Linked DNA regions of Rattus norvegicus: region 1 is linked to region 2. Evidence: chromatin contacts called from public Hi-C data. All regions are on one chromosome and are shown on one strand. Each heading gives the region's core, a stretch centred on a gene start, on an enhancer-like site or on the middle of the called end of the contact. The rest is flanking DNA. Distances are from core to core; before and after follow the strand shown.

Region 1 (7,071 bases), core at 3,542-6,041, 150 kb after region 2:
CAGAGAATGACAGATTACTATTTAACACACAAAAAAATCTGCTCAGGGTGACAAAAAGCTTCTGAGAATGGGTAGCATGGCATTTGTACAACATCATGAATGTATGTAATTAAACTAGTTTAAAATGGTAAGTTGATGTGTTACATTGATTTCAAATTTTACATAATTAAATTACTACACTAATTTTAAAACTCATAAAACATATACTATGTATATACACACACATATATACATATATATATGTTCTAGTTTCCTATATGTGTGCACACTTTGCACCATTTTAAAAAATTATAAAATATACTATAAAATATAAATATATCATGAGTGCAGGTAGTATAAAGATTTAAAAATTACATTAGGTGTTTGCTCTTCTGCAATTATTATATTTTGGCTAGAAACCAGGCGATTTAGGAGAATGTAAAAGAAGTGACATCTGAGGGAGTCCTTTGAGACTTAATCTCCCCTTCTTGAATTTTGTCTAGATTACTATTGTTTTTATCACACCTGTTTGAATCAGGAGCGGCTATGCCAGCTGGCTCCAGCCTCTTTACAGTACTGCTAAGAATGTCAGTGCATTTCTGTCCAACGTGGTATGTAGCTCATTAGACTGTAAGCTGTTTGTCATATGCGCATAATTTATTATCGTTTCCTTCACTGACAAATTCCTGAACACAGCAATATTAAGAATAAATTACACATAAAGGAGATACACGTTTTTTTGATGATTAACGTGTGTGTTTCAAAATGGACTGCAGCTGTCAGCTCTGGCCATGCTCAACTGCACACTTGTCAGCACAGAGTTCTGACTCCTTTCGTCATGAAAATTCCATGAACATTTGCCACGAATGCACATAGAAGGGCGCTGCACAGTTGGTTGAGGTAATACGCTGATTTTAGCCCATGTCCTTCTTGTTGGTCGGTCTGTCTGTCTCTCTCTCTCTCTCTCTCTCTCTCTCTCTCTCTCTCTCTCCCTCCCTCCCTCCCTCCCTCCCTTCCTTCCTTCCTCTCTTTCTTTCTTTCTTTCTTTCTTTCTTTCTTTCTTTCTTTCATGTCTGCTCTTGATAAGGACACAGTGCACATTCACACAATGGTTTAAGACAGAAAGAACTATAGGGATTTAGACAAAGGAGAAGAAAGCATATCTTATCAGAAAAGGCTTCACACAAGAGGCAGTGGCATCTATGGACATACTTCAAAACATGCAGGATGGTTAACTGGTAAAAACGTGGAGGTCTAATATCAGGAGGAAGGCACCGGAAGTGAGTTTATGTTTAGCTGGCATGGATGAGCTTCAGAGGGTTAGAGAGAAGTCGGATGAGCGATCACCCTGTGTGTTAGGGATTAGTTATCATAACTACAGAAAGGAGGGAAGTATTGGAGAGCTTTATCAATCAAGGCACCACTGGTAATGTTCAAAGTAGCTTTTGGCGTTGGTTTAAGGCAGGGTCTCATACTTTCACCCAGAGTAGACCAGAGTTCTAATATGATCCCATTTTCCCTACTCAGTCACAGTGGAGGCACTGGATAAAAAAAGATATGACATTTCTTCCTCTGTCTTTTCTGTTCTTCATCATTTCTATGTAAGGCTGTCTCAGTGGCAGCTACTGGCAGCAGTGAAACACCACTCATACTCCTTTGTCATGAGGAGTCACCTCTGATCTCTCAATTGGTGCCTGCCAAGCTTCTGATAATCCTGCCCACTCAACACACAATGTTTCTGTGGTTGGAAAGCAACTGACTGGCATAAATTCCATCTTGTCAGACCTACATGAACACTTGCAGCTCATTTAACACTTGATCCCGTGAACCATTCCATTCTCTATCCCTCCTTCATTTCTGATCACCAGCTAATCAACTAACTCTCTCTCGCTCTCTCTTCGTCTCCCTCTCTCAACATGTGGACTAAAGGAAACATGATAAAAACTCGATCTCAGTGAAAGCACCATCTATGTGAGTGTGTGTGAGAGCATGTGTGTCTCTGTGTGTGTTCCTGTGTATGTATATGTATCTGTATATATGTGTACATGTGTGTGCATATGTGTGTGCATGTGCAAATGGGTGTTTTCCTGTGTATGTGTGAATATGTGTGTATGTTCCTTGTGTATGTGTGTGCATGTGTGTATGTATGCATGTTTCTCTGTATATGTGTGAATATGCATACATGTGTGCATGTTTCTGTGCATGTACATATGTATATGTGTGTGCACATGTATATATGTGAGTACATGCAAATGTTTATGTGTGTGTATATGTGTGAATGTATGTATGTATGTGCATGTACATGTGTGAGTGTAAATATGTGTGTATGTATGTGTATGTGTGTACATGTGTATGTGTATGCACATTTGTTTGTGGACACATATACACATCTCTGCTTAGAGCTCTGAACTTATATTTCTCAAAATAGTTTAAACACAACCATGTTCATATCAGGAGTTCTCATGTGTCACCTCCTCCCCAGTTGTGCCTGAATGAAATGGATGTCTTTAGGTGCCTTTAACTCAGGCCTTCACATGGTGGATTAGTTTCGCCTGTGAAAACATTGGCAGGCATCCTGCCAGCTCGCTAAGCAGCGTCCCCTTGATCCTGAAGCAATTTCTTGCCAGATATTTCAGTTTTCTTAGAAAGCAAATAACACAGCCTTGAATTTTTAGCCACCATCAGGATGGTCTCAGGCATCTCTCTTTTAACCAAATCATATAGCTCTTGTTTGTGTTCCTGTAGGATCAAGTGATCATTACATAATTGCCAATTTATTAAAAATAATAATAGACATGTATATATAAACATTAGTTATTTTTCAGAAAAAGAATTGATTTGTTACGTATTTTAAAATTAAGGACAGTGAGGAAGTGAGGACTTTTACAACCTTATTCTTTGTTTCTTTCATTAGAAAATGTGATTGAATCAAAACGATAGAATCTCAAGTGTTTAAAACGTGAAACAAAAACATATTCAAGATGCAGTCAACAATAAACACACAGAGAAATGACCCCAGTTCCTGAAAACCTCAGAGCCAGTTCCTGGGGTGGTCTATTTCATGGTGGGAAACTCCTCCTTCTGCCCAGCTAATGAAGGTGGAGACAAAGGGGCAAACTCAGATCTTCCTAGAGAGAATGTCACCAAAGAGAATTTGTAATTATAAAAGTAACAGCAGCACACCTAGTGAACACAGTAGAATTAGCCCGGCAGCAGAGAATCGGTGGGTAACACTGGAAGAGGTGATAGGTGTCATGTCTAGGTTAAAGTCCCTCCTGGGTTTCTCTGCTTTACCTTGACTGACTAAAACGGCATGGCTGTTGAGTCGAACAGCCTTTCCAATTTCAAGCATGGAGAGACGACGGCTCTTCTCCTATATGGAATGTTGGCTCATATGCTCCATACAATCCTCCTTCCCGAAACTGCTCTCTTGTTTAGGCACACATTTTCAGCACCCGAAACAGCCATCTTAACTGCTTCATATTACTCAGACTTATGTCCCCAGCTGAGAATAAGGACTTGAGCTGGGAGTGGGGGGTTGTGGGTGGGGAAGTTCATGTGTGAGGGTATGAGGGTCCTGTACATGAGGAGACAAACCTGGGGATGCTCAGATAATCCAAGCTTGGGATTGGGCAGATTCCCAGGCTTTCTGTCTGCCAATGGGAAAGTCCCAGTTTGAGGTTATTGAGGAATCCTGGGGCATACCCACTACTCGGTTTTTGGAACCGTTACCCCAAACTCTGACAGCTAATTTCTTACACCTCGGCTGAACTAGAAATATTTAAAAGAACTGGAGAGACTGTTGTTCAGTTTTTCTGTACCCATGTATGCAGAGAGCAGCCCGCACAACCCAATGTATTCTGTTATTCCACTCAAGCAAGCCTTTCGTTAGCCAACCAGGGTGACGACGTGATGGCAAGAAAAGCACTTAAAGAAAACCATGTCGGTCCTGAGCTGAAAGCAGGACATTTTATTTCAAATGCACAACTACAGACGGTATGTTAAGGGAATACCCAATAAGGAAGTCTGTGTGAGGCAATGCCCTTGTTGGGTCCTTGATGAAGTCAGTCATGGACGTGAAGAAGGTAAAGAGATTATGAGATACAGCATCTCTGAAACTCAATGAGCAGCGGATTGACAGGAAAGATGTAAAATAAAGGGAAAAGTTGCCAAGTGCAGCCCACATCAAGCAGAACTCGGGAGGGGAGAGAAGTTTTCCTTACACCCTGACTCCCAAAGGCACTGTATTGAAGCAAGCAGGTGTCATGACATTGAGATGAGAAAAGAAACACCCTGGTATCACACCAGGGATGGCAGAGAAGCAAGGAGGACATGGAGTGGAGAACTGCTTTCAAGGACACGCGTCTCCCAAACCAGGGAATGATTGAGGGAAAGTAGAAGACACAAAGGTTAAATGGGCATTCAGACGGTTTTACATTTCTAATACTCATCAGTATCTAAACCAACCTGCTACGGAAATGGCTGATCACCTTTAAGAGCTGGAGTCTAAAAAGCCCCTTTGTTTCATCGGAACACCTCTTTTCCCGTCTCAGTTCAAGGCTAATCAACCTTTCACTCCCTTGCTCCATTTCCCACAGCAGAATGCAGCGGGGATAGACCTTCTTTCCCGGGTCCTACAAAGCTGGTCCCCAACCAGGCGGAGAGCTGGCTCGGATCCGATAGCGCGGACCAGCGACTTACCTTCGGGATGGAGAGGCGCGTCCCGGCTGCCCCCGGCAGCAGTCCCGCCCGCCCGGCCGCGTGTGCTGGGCTCTCTGGGCTCGCAAGGCCCCCGCCCCACCTGCAGCTGCAGCCTCGGCTGGCTACTCCAAGCCGGCTGCATGAAGTCATCGCCAGCCGGAGCAGCACATTGCTTGCGATCCGCGGGGGGGAGACTCGCCTCTTTGGTTTCCAGGAACTGAGTCTGCCAGCTGCACCCGAAAGACGCTGCTCCCCAGGATGGAGTTTGATTTTCTCTGACCGATTTTACACCCGCGGCATTACCGGATTGTGCAACAAAACAGAAAGGGCAGACAGACTTCCTTTGCAGAGCATCCTTGCTCTCTGTGCTCCCCTGTCACTGCGGCTGCATGGATAGCTCCATCTGAATGTGTGGGTTTCCCACCCTCTCCATCTTCCTTATCAGTACTGTTCATTTCGCCGAATTTGAGGATGATTGTCTATTGAGATAAACAGTCAAATATTCCGAAAACATTAAAATGGGCATCCGGTCTTTTTACAAACCCTCAAAACACGATTCATTTGCTTTTAACACACACACACACACACACACACACACACACACACACACACACACACAAGCAAACAGTAAAAACAGGTATGAACGCTGAATGCTGTGGACCTCTCCTTTTCTTGCTATTGTGATAGAATGGGGTTCTTCCAACCCAGTGAAGAGAGGGAAAACAGAGAAATCACCCAAGGACATGGAGAGGGGTCATGTCAGGATTTTAGAGCTGTTTGCTAGTGGACAGATAGATGTGCTTCCCACCTTTCTCCCAAGCGCCTTGCACCCCACAGCCCTCGCTTTTTATCCAGACTGCCTTGATGAAAGCGATAATCTTTGAAAAACCAAGAGGCAAATTTCACATCTGCAGATGGCTGAACTCCCAACGGATTTCTCAGAATTTCCCTAGGGGACAAACTAAGCATGGATGCACACAAGCCTCTTGTCCTTGCTTGTTTAAATTGGCGCCAGCTATTAAGGTTGTTATCTCTCCCTCCAAGCTTCCCCTTTTGCTTCCTTCCAAGTTACTGACTAAACCAACGGTTTAGGGATTTGGTAGTGTAAAGGGCAAAGGGCAGTTTAGGATTTTCTCTTTTTGGTGCTTTTCCAAGAAAGTCATTTCCAAGCAGGGAGTTTCCTTATCACTAGCGTTCTGCAGGGTGATATTCCTCATTCCTTGTATCTTGGCCTTCCTCCTGAGCATCATTGGAGGTTGGCAGTATTACCTTGGGAATCTGTCCAGCATCTTGCACTGACTTGCATAAGGGCAAAAAAGAAACGCAAAGAAAAACCTTTCGACCCCTCTATCAATTCCAGAGCAGAGGCAGTAGTGGAGCCACCAGAATTAACACAAAACAAAATTAATAATTCTGAGTTTTGGGTGCAGGATGTATGCACTTGAAATGTGGGACAGTGCTCAGTGCATCTCTGGGACTTGTTTTCATAAGATTAAACTCTTCATCCAATCACACATGTCTGATTTCTTAACTTGCATCGTAGAGGTATATGCCTCTAGGTCACAATTGCAGAATAAAGCTGAGAAATAACATCTTTAGTCTCACTAATATGTAGCTGACACTAACATTGGATGTGTGCTTTAAACAGAAATGTGGGAAGAAACCACAATAACGGTGTGGTGGTTTGAATAGGTACAACCCCCAGAGTCTCATGCATTGGTCCATACAGAGTGGCACTATTGGGAGGTGTGTCCTTGTTGGAGTGGGCATGGCCTTGTTATAGGGAGAGTTTTACTATGGAGGCCACCTTTGGGATCAGTCACCTTCTGCTGCCTTCAGATCAAGATACAGAACCTCTGCTCCTCTAGCACAGCGTCTGCCTGCACACTGCCATGCTTCCCACCATGAGGATAATAGACTAAACCTCTGACACTGTAAGCCAGCCCTAACTAATGATTTTCTTTATAAGATTTGCCTTGGTCATACTCTCTTCACAGCAATGAAAGCCTGTTATCACTAGCAGAAATAATAAATAATCGCTCAATGTATTTTTATAGCTATATCAATATATTGGTACTTTTCAGTCTTTAAAAGATGCCACTTTTTTTTAGCACAGGGTTGATGTGTAGGTGAACTGAGGAATTAGTCCAGATTTCCATACATCCTACTCCCAAGATGCTCTACCCTGAACATGACACAGGAATGCATCAGCTTCCTTACAATTAATAAGGACACTCAGGCATTGACTAAGGGCTGCCGTTATACAGGCTTCTCTAGTTCTTGTAGTGACTTCGACTCTTTACTACACCTCTGTCCAAGGTGCTACATTCTACTCACCTGTTAAGTCTCTTATGATTAGTCCCAGCTAACTCTCAGTTTCCTGGGGTTATG
Region 2 (7,367 bases), core at 1,853-4,352:
CATTTGCCACAATTTTAATCTTAATCATATATAGGCATTTGAAGTCTCTCCTTTTTTTCCAGTTTATCTTGGGCATAGGTATTTGGGCCTTAGCTGGTAGGCCAGTAGAGATGGGCTATATTTTAGCTTTAATGGAATACTTTTAAGCATCTTACATCCTTCCATAACCATTGAATAAATAAGTACTTCAATGTTCCTAACATTTAGGTAATGTTTTTTCTGTGTATGTTTAATACTTAATATAGTCAATGTGGTTTAATTTTTGATGGCTTTGCTTTTTATAGATGAGATTCTGATTTGAATAATATGCTCAAACTGTGGATTAGAGAGAGATGACCAACTAGTTAAGAGTATTTGCTGCTCTTGCAAAGAACCCAGGGTTTAGGTCCCAATATCCACATGGGGCTCACAACTATTAGTAACTGTAGTTCCAGCAATCTGACAATTCCTTGCAATCTCTGTCAGCACCAAGCATATATATGGTGCACACACATACATGTAAACAGAGTACTCACACACGAAAGATAAAGATAAAATAAAATCTATATCCAAATCATAGAGAAAAAAAAAACAGAACAAGAAGCAAAACCAAGAGTTTAGATGAAGGTTTCTTTAAACCCTGGCCATTAAAATACCCGAATTCCAATCAGCACCAATGAACAACCATATCTAGAAAGAAATGAAGACTGCTAACAAAGATAAGCAGTGTTTCAGTAAACCGGTATACATTTATGCTAAATTCAAACAAAAGAGAAGCAGTAACAAAGTGGGATAGCAGATGTCCACTAGATCTGTGCTACTATAAAGAGGAACTGGCCCCAATAATCAAGTTTCAGAGGCAATACTAGATGATACTTAGCAGACCAGGTGAGGAATGGCCTGCCTAATGTCTGCCATAATTGGTATAAGCATATTTTGGATATTAGTAAGGCCATGACAATATCTTACCTAAGGTTAAAACCATAGATTTTATCACCTCAATCTCACAGATGATAAAACTTGGAAGATATTAGAACATCCCAACTCTAAAGCTACTACTGTGCTCCTTAGATAAGTCTAGGATATAGCTTTCACATGAAAAGGAATTAAAGGCTTTCCTCTAATTACTCAAGTCATACAAGAGTTCTGCTATCAATTATATGAAATTATAAGAAAGCTTAACATTTGGTTTCAAAATACAGTGTACAATTTAATAGTTCATTTTGTGACAATTCGACATAAAATTCCCAGAAGATCAGTAACATAAAGGGGATATGTAAGCGACTAAAATGTACTTTTAAAGAGTAGCTTAAGTAGATTTTTTTTTTTAGGCAACCAGTAACTACTTTCAACTAAAAATGTAAGTCAAATGTCAAAGATTATTTTTGTTCAATGACAAAGATAAAGTAAACAAACTTGAAGATTTTTATACTACATACTATAACTTTCAATATAGAGGAAAATTACCAAATATAACTTATTGCTTATTAAGTGAAAGCCTGGGTAAAAAAAGTTAACAAATGGTATCCTTAAGAAACACACACACACACACACACACACACACACACACACACACAGTGTATATTACACTAGTTTTCAATTATATCTCCAAAATTTCTAATTTAGATGCCAACAGCTTTGATAATCTTTTATTCTTTGCATGCATAGATAAATAAGTGAAACATTGGATGAATATTTCTTTCTCTGTAAATATCCGTCAGTAAACAACTGGGAAGTATTCTTGAACTCTCTCCATGCAGCATGATAGCACTGTAAAATCTTCACACTTATGTTTCAACCCTGTTCTCTATTCAGTCTCTACACCAGTACAGTTTTTAATAATTGAAATGAGCTGCCTGCAGGGATATGCCAAAAGGAGGTTTGTGGAAGGAAGGGGTGCTGTCATTGCAATTTCTCATTTCATAGTTATCTGAAAGGTACACCAAAGGAAACCTTCACAGGTAATCTGCTGCTGCCCATAAATGGCCTCTTTACTGCCTTCATAACTCATAATCATATTACTGTATTTTCTTTCTGATACACTTAAGTAACTGGGAAAGTTACCAGTTAACCAATGTTCACTTCGTAACACGTCCTGAAATATTTGACTATCTATAATACAAGAAAATGAAGCGATCAGTTCCCCTGCTCATTCCAAGTACATTAAGTAGTGAAAAAAAATTTAAAGAAAAAAAAAACTGTATTAAGCCAACAGGATCCAAAAATTCTGAAAACTTGTGTATTGGAAAGACATTCACGATCTTTTTAAATCCTGAAAACTGTTGTCACCACTGCTAGGATTTTTTTTCTTCCTTCCTTTGTGTTTTAAGCGAATGTTGTCCTTGCACGGGATTAAAATGGATTTAGAAAGAGGGAAAAACGAAAGAATTTGGAACAAAACAAAATCTGAAGCCTTGGCTAAGGTACCAGGATAAAGCGAAAGATAAAGGAAGCAAAGCTGGTTCTTCCCTAGATAGTCTTGAATAAACCATTAAGGCTGAAGCTATTGTCCCTGCTGTAGAGCTCACCAGGGGCATTTCCTTGGGAGATGCTCAAGCATCTCCCTGAGCAAGGTGCGGGAGAAATGGAAGGGAGGCTACCCAGGACTGAGTAAGCAAGGTGTGTGTCCTGTCCAGAGCTCGCCGGAGATGGGGCGGGTCCTAAGGGGTCAGTAAGAGCTGGCGACCCGGAGGTCGCGAACCTTAACCAAGAATACACTTTGCAAAGCCACTAAGACCTGACCAGAGACACCGAGTGTCCACAGGAATCTCGGGGGTCCAGGAAGGACCAGAGATGGTAGTTAGGCCTTGCAGGTGTGAGGACGCAGGGGCTCTGACCAGGCGGAGTAGCCGAGGACCGTGCCCCGCAGGCAGCCCGCGGTCACCGCTCCGGTAAGGGGACCTCCAGCTCCGCCCCGGGTGTCGGCGAGCACGGGGACCTCGCTGCAGAGCCGGCGGGCTGCACTTTTCCCCGGAGTCCAGGCCCTGGTCGCTCGTGCCCGCTCGAGCCCCGCGGCTGCATCCCCTCGCGTCTCACCTTCTAGCCCGTCCATGGCGCGCCGCCTCAGGATCCTCAGGCAGCACCCGCCGCCGCCCAGCTCTGGCTGTAGCAACCCGGCCGCGCCTCCCACACTCTAACATTCCGGCCTCCCATTGGTCCGCTCTGGCGGGGCGGGGCTACTGAGGGCGGTGCCGTGCCTCCGGTTCTCTCCCCAGGGACGCTCCCCCTCCAGGGTTTTTCCAACCACCCTCCCTGGAAACCGCAGCTACTTTGGTTGGCGTCCTGAGATCCTTACAGTCCTTTGTTCCACTCCAGCGTTATTTAGCTTCCCTCCTTCTTTTCCTGCTTAGAATGCCTACGCATTCAGGAGCTCCTCACCTCCAGTCAGTAAGAGGATGTTGTTTTGCAGGTTCCTCTGAGCTCTTGTAGCAAGATAAAGGAGCTTTCGTCCCGCACCATCCTGGGTTCACCGACCCCAAGTCAAGCAACATCCCCTAGACTTGTTCTTCAGACAAAGCTCAATGGGCTAAGACATTGCTTCCTAGATAGGTTCTATTTTCTGTTTGGGATTGTGGAACTGAGATTGCGCCAAACTTTTGAAAACAGTTTTCTCTCTATAAAAAGTTATATCCAAAATTAGAAATGAAACTTCCCCCTTACACAATATTTCCCTGCCTAGCACTGTACTTGAACTCAGCCTGTTCTCCTTACGATTAATGCAGTTCTACAACTCATCCAAACTATGCTGTATTGAGGACCTTAAACTGGGAAGCTAGCCTATCAATGGCACACAGGTGTCTTTCTGTCAGATTCAAACTGCAGTCCAACCATTCCAATGGTTTTGCTTCACAATCTACCACATTTCGCCCTTCTAAAACTCTTTGAAAAATTTACTTAACAAGAATAAGCCACCTGTATTGTTTGCTGATTCTGAGGTATCCGTTGCTAAGTTAGCAGTACATTTTGTCTGTAACAAGTCTTACATTATTTTCCTACTGAGCTGTTGAATTCGAAAGTTATCCTCTCTAAATTCCGTATACACTTAACGAACCAACAACTCTCTGGTTTTGTTTAAACACGTAAACTCCAAGAGGTCTTATCCATGAGAAGATGTTCAAAGTGCATGTGAATATGGTAGAGTCCATCTCTTGTACTGAATCAGGTAAAAAACTGCCCATTCGGAATTTCTCATGAGTCCTTCCCCCTGTTCTACTTTGGCTTCACTTCTGAGTTTCTAAGCCAAGGACATCCCCCGGAATGTCCATACAAGCAACCCTATGTTGGTATAGAGAGCCCTCCCACCATGCTTCTAAGACAAAATCAGATGGGTTTGGGATAGCTTTTATATGAATGCCAACGAGGGAAAATAAAAAGTACACAAAAAGAAATATAAAATAAAGAAGGCATTTACTTTGCAGATTGAAGTATTGCCCCTGAGGTTAAGACAAATATTAGGATGACAGAAATAAGCCTTATTAGCCATGAAATCTGCAGTCACATCCATAACAATAATAAAAAGTAGCAGCAACAACAACAACAATGCTATGTCACATGTCTGTCAGTAGGTGGCAGAGAGGAGAGAGGCTATGTCTAGCTCAGTGTTCTGACCCATGAATAATTAGCCTAACATTCCTGGAAAAAAGCCTGCCAAAGAAGATACCAGTCTGGCACCAGGGCAGTGCATACAGTTCCCAGGACTGGTAGCAAACCTGAGACTACCAAGAACCCGCAACAGATGACCCTCTCACGAGGCCACTCAGGCAGGCAAGACGAGAAGCCTGCCAGAAATGACCCCCCAGAATGGTGCCATGGGGCCTGGACAGAGAGGTAGACTGAAATAACCACTAGTGGAGGACTATGCAGGCCTAAGGAGGCAGACCATGCCTGAGAGAACTCTGACCAGCACCATAATGCATGTGTAGGGTTAAGTATGTTTATGCCATATTCATATATATATGGATATATATATATATATATCCATATATTCAGTCTACAAAACAGGTCTACAGTCTTCAATTTCCAGAATTAGAGTCTTCATCTTCTGGATATGTCCTTCATTAATGTTTTGATGCTATTTTTGGCAGAAGAGAATGGTAGAGCTTGGATTTAGACTCCGCTGGGTTTAACACTGGAGCCTACCATGATGTCCTTACGTTCGCCCCACCCCTGCCTTGTCTCCTTCCTGCAGCAATTAAGAGCTCAAGCATTCAGACATAGCATACATTTGGTCAGACACTTCTTTAGCATCTCTTAATTCTGCAATCATGCTTGTTGGACTTCTCTGCTGTGCTGGACTCCTGGCACATTAATGCTACAGCCATCTTGCCTCCTGCAGCTCTCCCTGGCACTGGCTCCAACAGAAAGAAGCCACATTCCTCTCAGATGGCCTATGTTTCTTTCCCTGCCCTCTAAAAGCCTGTATTGTGAATATTCTTTGTCTTGACGCACATCTCTGACATCTATAGTCTATTCCATTTTCCTCGTGAATCTATTTAGCAGACATTTATTGATTACACTTAAGGCTTCAGGCTCATTTTACTATTGGACAGACAGACACAAGGCTGAACTCCTCAGTGTACTTTTTATGCTCTTAAGCTCTTACCTGTATACTATTGTAGCTGTCAAATGATGTTAGTAATTAGTTGGAAATGAGTTTTTTCTCATTTTCTTACCATACAAAAGAGAAAACTAACTTAGAAAATGTTTGCCTGACCTGATCCAGACACCACCCCCAAAGCAGGAAGTAGCTGAAATAGATACTTTACTCTGTCTTATTCAGACATATAATTGGTTCATTTTATATTTTGCTCCCTTGAATCATTATTCACGGGGCGGTTTTCTGCTTTTCCTCTTCAGCTTCATAGGGTTCAGTCAGCTATTCATAGCTTTATGTTTGGAAGCTGCAGGTTTTTGTTGGATCTCACGCAAATTCCACATTCCATTTCGAAAACCAGCCTGTGCTTCTCATTCAGATCATCCCAGCAGCGCAACCGAGTAAGAACCTAAGTGTCCGAGAAGCAGCTGCTTGGTTTAACCAGTTTCACTGTGCCAAGCACTTCGCTCGTCCATGGCTACAGAGCAGATGACCTGCCACAGTTCGGTATCCAAAAAAATAATATAATTAGGCAATCTTTAGCAAAAGATATGTTTTTAGTATTAAATAAAAAGATTTTTGTTTGATTTATAAGTTAGGAGAAGTGAGCCTGAAAAAGCAAGTTTTGAACTAGGCAAGTTTCATTTCCTTTTTTTTTTTTCTCTTTTTCCCCTCTTCTTTGGATTGAAGTAAAAGGCAAAATTCATGAAATGTTCAGAGAAATGTTAGGGATAGGGATTATTGATTTGTATAGTCAGAAAGGAATGAAAGTAGGAGACGGGGCCTTGGGAAGGAGTCCAAGTGAGAAAGGATACTGTGATATAGAGAAACCTAAGCAGACTTTCTCTTTCTGCTGATGAACAGCATCTGTAATCAGTTAGAGAGCATCTCCATTATCTTCTACTTCCCTAAGTTACTTCCACACAGAGAACATTATGATTTCAACCTCCTCTGAGGATCCCGTCCATCCAGCTACTGCAATCAGAACTTTAAAGTGATTTTTCAATTGCTACTGCAAATCTATTAGGTTTCCATTAGGATCTCCCTAAGTACTCTAGGCATGGCAGGAAGTCTCATATACACCTCTCTGATCTCTAGGAAGTTCACACCAAGTAGGCGAAGTTCCACATAACACATGATACAGAGCTAAGTCTGAGATGTGATGTAATGATTTCTAAAAGCTATTTGTATGAATGAAAATCTTTGAAAGAGAAGAGGCAGAAGTTAAATCGTATCATCAAGAGTATCATTGGGGAGAAAGGGACCACTAACAATGCACTGTTATAAGCCTTGTTAAAACAACAACAACAAAAATAACAACTAAAAAAAAAAAAAGCCTGTCAGCCTGGCACATTCTGAGAAAGAGTAAAGAAACCACAGTACTTGTATACATGCTCATTCCATTTATTCCTGTAGGTTTTTCTTACAGAGTTCAGACAACAGAATGTACATATTTAATCCATGATACAAGTGAAGAGTTAATTCTGCCATCCACAAACCATTTGCAGTGCTGTCATTCATTCCCTTCCTAGCTCTGTTAAGCAGTTCCCTCCCACAGATGTCATTCAGTTGCCCTAATGTTCCTCAGTCATAGAAACCTGTGGGTGTACAAGATACCTTCAAACATAAATGCTGCTGGTTTATATGTGTTTCTGATCTTATTCTACATAAATAAGGTCTTCTTATGGATTTCGGTTTACTTCTACATGTCTATTCAAATCGTTATTTGAGGCAGTGTCTCATGGAACACTGTCTATTGTATAATTTGTTATTTAGGTGAGACATCCTTGAATAT

Evidence for each region. A called contact is a pair of places that touch in the nucleus more often than the background predicts.
Region 1: a Hi-C map of Schwann cells shows a contact between it and region 2, with 4 times the contacts expected there. The contact joins the promoter of Pkia here to the promoter of Zc2hc1a in region 2. A contact is called at or near these places in 3 of 12 Hi-C or Micro-C datasets (Schwann cells, frontal cortex and psoas muscle) and 1 of 1 datasets of contacts at active chromatin or transcription factors (oligodendrocytes).

Annotation. Positions count from the first base shown.
Region 1 is chr2:96,376,124-96,383,194 of GRCr8, forward strand. It overlaps Pkia (cAMP-dependent protein kinase inhibitor alpha), which reads right to left and starts at 4,792. Exons shown (of 5, transcript NM_053772.2): 1 at 4,681-4,792.
Region 2 is chr2:96,228,800-96,236,166 of GRCr8, forward strand. It overlaps Zc2hc1a (zinc finger, C2HC-type containing 1A), which reads right to left and starts at 3,103. Exons shown (of 9, transcript NM_001107661.1): 1 at 3,016-3,103. The coding sequence starts at 3,031. It also overlaps the pseudogene LOC120101358.